Regions from separate parts of the Triticum aestivum genome. Here region 1 is linked to region 2. Evidence: chromatin contacts called from public Hi-C data. All regions are on one chromosome and are shown on one strand. The core of a region is the stretch at or near the end of the contact, and the rest is flanking DNA. Distances in the headings are between cores, read along the strand shown.

Region 1 (3,755 bases), core at 609-3,108, 97 kb before region 2:
AAAGTCTTCTGAGCTTTCTATGCAGATTTTCTAGGGCCTCTTTCATTCATAGGAAGGAGAATGATTTTTCCTATGATAACGCGCTTCATTTATTTGATTCAAAGTTCAGGAATTTTTTCCCTTTAGTTTGAGTTTCATAGGGAAAAGAAAGGAATTTTAAATTCCACTCAAACCTCTTTCTTATATTTCTATAATATAGAAAAAGCAACGCAAAGACCATAAGAGTTTCAATCTGATATCACCTTTGCATGTGTCCCAATCATAATTCGAATGCATCTTTTTTGGATTCCCTCTCTGCTCCAGGGCTTTGAACCGCCGCCGCCCGCCCCTCTCATCACCATTGACGGAGCTCCGCGGGACAAAGCCCAAGCGGGGGATGATGGGGCGGCGGCGGGGCCTTCCTCCTCCACGGCTCCGAGATGCAATTCCGATGGAGATCCGCGCGGGTGTTCTGGACGTGTGCGTCGTCCAGCGTCGGCGGTGCAGCGATGATGCCCCCTCCGTCGTCGATGACTCACCCAGGCGGGATTGCGGTTCCGGGCGGTGGTGCGGTTTCCCGACGGCAGACGTCACCCATGGGCGGGCTGGATGAGGAGGAGGTCAATCTGGTGGTCCAACTGGGGATGGGCGCAAATTTGCCAGCGAAAGCTTGGCTCGGTCTCGGCCAGAACCGTCAACGGTGGCGCCCGCGGGTGTTGTTACCTCGTTGGAGGCGTTGTGGGGCGATTCACGTTCCCTGTGTACACCTGGGGAAACCCCAGATTAGGGTTTTTGGGATCGGATTATGGCGAGCTTCCTGCGTCGCCACCCTCATGGGGGCATCATCTTTGAGGTTTTACACCGGCTGGAGGGATAAGTGTTTGGCTTGGTGGCTGGGCGCAGGTCTTCGTATGCTTCTCGTGCGATGACCAAGGTGGAGCAGCGTGCCATCTAAAGTATCGACAACGACGAGTCTTGGCGGCAAGGTGCAGGGGGCTCAACGTTGGATACCGTTCGATGGATGCGCAAAGGAGGCAGGCGTTGTGGTGGCGTCGACGGTATAAGTGTCTGGCAAGATAAGTGCATTGATTGCTCCTGAAGATGGGACCGCAGCAGAAGGCGGTGACAGATTCTATGGCATGCGCATGCAGTGCACGCTGAGGGTCTGCTAGATCGGTTGGTGGTCCTGGCTAGCCGGCGGGCGGCTTGGTGAGGCCACCAAATTTCTTGGTGCGCGTGGCGCGCGGTCAGGGCACATCATCAATCTTGTAAGTAGGGTGATATTTTTTTTTGTCTAAACGGTGATTTTGGATTGATCTATGTATATATTTTGTAAGATCTTTGTCGAATAATGCAATTAAGATGGTTGTATGCATCGCTCGATTCAGAGACCGGGGTAAATCCTCCTTGAAAAAAAAATCTCTTCGGATTCCTATGTCTTCTCTCTTGTCGCGAATAAAACACACAATTATGCAGATTGCCTTGTTTTCAGAAATGCTTCGTTTTGCACATGCAATTGCATTCCTATGTTCTTATGGTTTGAAGATCCCACAGATCAAAGAGGCCCCTGAAGAAAAGGATACAGCAGATCACATGATCGGGAGAGCCGAAAACGGCATCGTCCCAACCACCGTCATGTGTTTTTCGTAGCTTCTTAAAAACTCGCAAGTACGTACGTATGTTTGCCGATACGTACATACACACATATCCTGGTGTACGCACATGCGCACCGGGCCAGCCAGCCAGCCACCGCTCGCCGGAACAGCCGCAAAATGGACCCCTCCACGGTGGTGGAGCTCGCTGCCCCCTCCCACCTACCGCCAGCTCAAGCAAACCCTACACGTCCCTGTCCCCCTCCCTGATCCTCCATTACTCCACTCCATCATCATCCTCCTCCTCGAGCGAGGCAGATTACAGCCATGATGGTTGATTGCTGCAGCGGCTAAGCACCACGGTTAACGAGGCAAGTGCAACCAGCTCGAGCAGAGCAGAGCTCACTCCCAAACCCTACTGCGGCAGCTCACTTATTTCCAAGTGAGCTCCCCACTGTCTGCAAGACCACGGCCTCACCTCACTCCCCAATCCTCACCATAAACAATTGGAATAATAAATTCGAGGAGGAGGAGGAGGAAAAAAACAAGGCGAGGTCACAGGCTCAGCGAGCGCATCTCCCTCTGCTTGCTTGTGCTGCCCCCTCGCGCGCCTCATGCGCCGCAAGAAGCACTTGGACCGCGCTGGCGGCGGCGGCGGCGGCACCGAGCTCTTCATCTGCTTCACCTCCCGCCCCTCCGCCTCAGGGCTGCGACCCTCCTCATCCTCCAAGCCATTCAGCCCCGGCCGCGGCGGAGCCGGCCCCGCAGCAGGAGGAGGGAACGGCTCTGGTGGTGCTGGTGCTGCCGACGCGGCGCCGGCCGCGCTGCTGCGCCCGTCGCTGAGCAGGCGGCTGAGGAACAGCGGGAGCCTCAAGGGCGGCCAGTCGCCCATGTTCCCGCCGGGGACGGCGTCGGGGGGCCGGCGCGGGCGGGGCGGGATGGAGCCCGCCGAGCCCTCCTCGCCCAAGGTCACCTGCATCGGCCAGGTCCGGGTCAAGGGCGGCAAGCGCAAGCCCAAGCACGCCTCCTCCTCCGCCGCCGCGCTGCGCTCGCGCTCCAGGCGCGGCGTCGGCGGCGGCCTGTCCGGGTCCGAGGCCAGCTTCCGCCGCGGGGCGGACGACCGGGACGGCGCCGGCGGCCTCCACCCCGGGGCCAAGAACCAGGGCTGGGTCTACCAGATCCCGGTCAACATCTGCGAGGCGCTCAAGACCTTCGGCTCCTGCGGCGGCCGCTCCCTCTGCTCGCCGTCCCGGGACCGTGGGGGCGCGCCGCGGTCCGGTGCCGCGGGAGACAAGAAGCGCCGCCGCGCCCCGGCCGGCGGGAGCTGGCTCTGCGGCGCCGCCGTGGCCCGGTGCCTCCTGGCGATCCAGGAGGAGGAGGACGACGTCGGGAAGGGCTCCGCCGTCGGGCCCGCGGACGAGGCCCGGGAGTCGCAGGTGGGGCTCGTGATGCAGGGCTGGGACGTGGAGGACGACGAAGAAGAGGAGGAGGACGAGACCCGCGTCGTCGTCGGCGCGGTGGAGGTGGAGAAGGAAGATGAGATCTTGCTGGTTGGAGGCAAGGAGGAGGAGGGGAGGGTCAGCGTCTGCATCCCGCCTAGGAACGCTCTCCTGCTGATGCGCTGCAGATCCGACCCCGTGCGCATGGCGGAGCTCGCCACGCGCTTCTGGGGTTCCCCTGCGGCGGCCACTGCCAGTGTCGGCCAGGTCGACAATGAAGGGGGCGGCGGCGGCGTCGAGAAAGAAGAGGAGGAAGAAGGCGAGGCCAATGTGGAGAAGGAATGTGCAGTGGAAGCTCGGAATTCAGCTGTTTCCGCCGACGGTGAGGTATGCCGCGAGCGCGGCGGCTTTGAAGACGACGGCGGCGAGGCAGGGGATGCCGGTCAAGTGGTGTCTGAAGATGAGAGCTCCAAGCATGGAGATATTGGGGAAGAAGCGAATGATGGAGGCTGCAGAGGAGATGCAGAGGAGAAGGACGAGCCTGTGGAGGCTCAGATTGTTCGCAAGGACGTAGGCTTGGAGGTTGAAGCTGCCAAGAGTGAGAGCCAAGCACCGGCAATGGTGGAGGCTGTGGCAGACACCAAGGAGGATGCTGATGCCCCAAGAATGGAGGACGAGGTGAAGGGCAGGAGGTCAGTCAGCAGCTGCTCCCCATCCACAGCACTGAAGGAGGACCGCAAATTGC
Region 2 (4,251 bases), core at 600-3,099:
TGCATATAAAAAGATTATCCTACCCCTAAAGACAAGAGACTGGATCCTTCTCTCTTTTCCTTCCAAAAGCAATATACTCCATCTGGGAGCATATTGTGTATGCAATCAATCAGGCTAATGGCTTTCAATGACCGGTGCAAACCCATGCAATCGGAGGATCTTATCCTTGGTTGTTTGTGTCTATATGATAGCGACACCTCAATTGTCTCTTGTTTTGTTGGTTGTACGTAGGATTTTCTAGTGTTCAGTTAAGCTTGCAGAAACCAAGCAACTATCTGGGCTGTCAGAAGGTGAAGTGCCACATGTGTAGCTCCGTCTCGTCCTGGCACAGTGGCACTGAGTTTCAGTTGTTGTAAAACTTGGTAATAAGGTTCTGAGGTGCTATTGCTGGTGAGTTTTTCTGGCTCTGCAGAGCACTGAACCCAGTGGTCGAGGAGAGCAGAGTGTGCTTTAGTCTGTTCCCAGCCAGAAATGTACACTCGTTTGACTGAACAATAGCATGTTGGCACCAATTTTTTCTCCATAAACAAGCCTGTACTGGCCACTTGACCTGAACAAACTCATATCTTGATGGTTCTGTTGCCCTTGTCTCAATGATTTTATGATTGTGTCAATTAATCATGCTCTCTCAAGTCTCAAGCGTGATATGTAGTATTCTCTCCGTAAAGAAATATAAGAGCGCTTAGATCACTAAGGAGTAATAGTAGTAATAGCTTGGTTGCAGTTGGTATGAAGGCTGAATTATGAGGTACTTTGTAAGAACGACACTGGGTGTCCAAATAGCAGCAATTAGTCTCAAGTTTGCTTGGATGGGAAAGAAGATCCACAATCATGTGGGGAAGATACCGTGAGGGGTAGGGCAAGAAGATCTATCAAGGCAGTGGAGGACACATTGGATGGTGGTGGTGGGGGTCAGGCAGGGCAAGGCTATTCCACTAGTCCGAGCCATAATAAACTAGCAGATCTCCGCACCTCACATTAATGGCATGATATGGGAAAATGCACACGAGCTCCTGGATGCTCGACCACCTATATGAATATCAGATGACAAAAAAACCAGGAAAAACCCCCCTGGAGTTTTGGGATATCAAACATAGGTGCCCAATCTAGTTCCGTGTGAAATTTCATGAAAAAATATCAAGGAATGTATCCGTTACGAAGAAGATACAGTTCGACCTATGATGTACACAAACAATTTTTTTTGTATATAGGAGTTTTTGTCTTTTTACTGAGAGTACCACAATTGTCATTTTTGGTCCCCTGCAGTGCCCCCCTTTTTTAGCTCTGCCTCCACTCTAGCCGCTGGTGTGTGCGTGCCTGGTGCTCCAGCTCCAGCGATCCAGTCAGTGTGGTGGTGGTGCAGCTCCAGTGAGGTGTGAGGTGAGGAAGAGGAGGAAGGGCTTTTCTTTTCTTTTTCTTTGGCTTCTCCACCCGCGGTCGCTTTGCACGCACCACGCCAACAGCTAGCTTTTGTTCTCCGCACATGTGCTAGGGCAGGATATGGAGCTGGTGGCTGGATGTACGCCGGAGGATGGATGGTCCACTCTCAATAGCTCACTGCAGCAGCTAGCATCTTTGAACAACGGCAGCCAGCTAGCCTTTCGATCGAGTACTGCAACGCACCGGTCGTTGGGCGTTGGCAATGGCGAAAGCCGAAGAGTAGTGCATGATTGGGCTCCGGTTCCGGCGCCGGTCCACCGTGCACGTGGCGCGCCATGTTTCCCTGCGTGATTGTTTGTGCTCTTTTTTAAAAAAAAAATATGTGAGAATTTGTGCTGGCTAGATCTGAGCAGGTGGAGTGCAGACACCGCAGGCTGCATGCAGACAGCCTGGTCTGGATGGCGTCGGTTGGTCCTCTTTCCGGTCGGACTTGGACTTGACCGCCTACGTAGTACGTACCACTAGTGTACGTCAAGAAATCTACTCCATCCGGTCGGACTTGGACTTGACCGCCTACCGTACGTTTCGCACAAGGAGTAGGACGCCACTCCACAAACAAACACGTCCATCCAAACAAAATTTCATTCCATTGGAATTTGGGAGCAGCTGCTAATGCCAGCATCCATGGTCTGTGTGCCTGCCTGGCCAGAACGTGAACTTGATCCATCTTTCTGTTATAGGCTTTCGAGACTACCCGAAAAAAAGGGCTTTCGAGACTAATCTTCACTTGTGCCACTAATTAAGCCTGGATCATCAAGGCTGCGTCATCATGCTTACTGCGTGTGGTAGCGTGGGTTGTTAATCATGCGGATTTCAGATGCCTAAGCTGCATGCATGTCGAGGTACTACTGGTACTGGTCACTGCAAACGCATGAAGGAGATAGATAAAAGAAGCATCCAGAGATTTTGATATCTTGGATGCATGATGGCACAACATGGAGAGCGATCCAAACCCGAACATTCATCTCACTTACAAGCGAAGTTCTGTATCAGATAGATTTACTAGATCAAGGTAAGTAGGCTTTGCAAACAAAACTTACACTTGGTGATTGCGCATTAGGATTGTATATACTACCACCATCAAAACCTGGACTCAGCCACTCAGGGATGCTGGGCTCTCAAAGATAGACTTACGTGGTACGCTGATCCGACGTGTATAATCCATCCCCACAAGGAACATGCATTTACTTTTCAAACCAAGAGGAAGAAATAAAAGAGGAGCTTGAGAATTTAGGCGTGCTTGTCATGGCTTTAGCAGGCTCTGGTTGAGCCTCCCTCAATCATTACCGACAGAGTATACATAGATAAAATAGTCCCACCTGAGCTAGAGAAGAATTGTCGCTGCAAAACAAAAAAGCTAAAGAACACTAGTCCGTACTTATACACACTAATCTCCCACACAAACGAACGAGTACGGGGCCACCGAGTCACTGACACCATGATAGCAAATTAGTTAAGCATCCCCATTTCTTTAACCTTTTTCCGGCCATAATCGGGGCGCCCATGTGAGGTTACGTTTGACCAGCTGCAGATTTGATTAGCTTGCTTGGGTCCTGCTAATCTCGTCGGTTTCCCAAATGGGCTGCCTGGATGTGCTTAGCTCTGCTTCTGAGATAATGTACCACTACTGATGCCCCTCTAATCCAGTCTTTTTGGCCTCAGGTCTAGCCATGATGGAAAACATACACCGTTGTTAGAAATGCTACCAAAAAATAAAAACGGCTAAAAAACTTCTTTTGCGGTAGTGTTCTCTCTTTACTGTCCTACCCTCTAGTTCTTTTTTAATTTTTTGGAAAAATAGGCCGTAGTGTTGTTAGAATAAATCCGAGACATATCATCGATCATCCTCGGACCAACCAATCACACGAGCACGACACCGAAATTTGTTAACGAGGTTCACCGATATGGCTACATCCCTGGGGCCTGACTATGGGCGCTCCTCCCATGACACTGCTACGATACCACACAACTGCTCACAGCCCACAACTTGGGCCTACAGCTTGCTTCGGCTTGCACTTGGCCTGCTGGACCTGCCCACCCCACGCGCAGATCAAAAATGCTAGACACACGGGCTGCACACGCACAAGTTTTACGGACGGGCTGACCTGTTGTGTTTTAATTGGCAAAAGTAAACTTCTCCTTCTACTTAACCGGCACCCCTGATTTTAACTGGTGGGGTGGGCGTCCAGGCCCGTAAAACTCCGTATTATTCCGTGTGTAGCAAAGCCGCGCGCTGATCGATCGATTCCGATCAATCCGATCTTGTCACAAACTCGCCGAAATCATTAGTTGAGGAACTCGTTGCAAAGATCACTCCAACTCTCCTGGTTGCAATAAGTGGCGCACATGCGGCGGGTCACTTGTCGCAACCTGATAGTTTTCCTTTTTTGTAGATCAATTTATTCAAAACGTTTTATCTCACGGTCCAAATCTCGAACTGCTTTCACCGTTGGATTCCTCGCTTCGAGATCTTCAAAACAAAATCTCATGTTGATATGTTTTGACGAACTTCTTTTGCACGAAAAAGCCGGACGAAAAAACCGAAACGAGAGCACGGGTTTTTTTTCCTTTCCAAAAGAGGCACGCCCGTGCCTCTCACGAAATCACAACCGTGCCTCTCGCGGAAGCAAAACCGTGATTCTCGCAGAAAAAAAGAGAAAACACGTTTTTTTCCGTTTCCGAGGAGGCACGGCCGTGACTCTCGCTAAAGCACAACCGTGCCTCTCGCGGAAGCAAAACCGTGTCTCTCGTGAAAAAAAAAACAGAAAACGCGTTTTTTCCGTTTCCGAGAGGCACGGCCGTGACTCTCGC

Evidence for each region. Hi-C and Micro-C count contacts between places; a contact is called where the count stands out from the background.
Region 1: a contact with region 2 is called in a Hi-C map of leaf, with 3 times the contacts expected there. The contact joins the promoter of LOC123183155 here to the enhancer-like site in region 2. A contact is called at or near these places in 3 of 5 Hi-C or Micro-C datasets (leaf and an unstated tissue).

Annotation. Positions count from the first base shown.
Region 1 is chr1D:475,055,403-475,059,157 of IWGSC CS RefSeq v2.1, reverse strand. It overlaps LOC123183155, which reads left to right and starts at 1,858. Exons shown (of 1, transcript XM_044595898.1): 1 at 1,858-3,755. The coding sequence starts at 2,186.
Region 2 is chr1D:474,957,944-474,962,194 of IWGSC CS RefSeq v2.1, reverse strand. No RefSeq gene overlaps it. Among protein-coding and RNA genes, the nearest start is that of LOC123183155, 97 kb to the left of the region's middle. Within about 2 kb of position 1,849, at least 5 of the 8 cell types and tissues checked have an H3K27ac peak or open chromatin away from gene starts, as enhancers often do. A contact at or near this core is called in leaf, where this site is marked.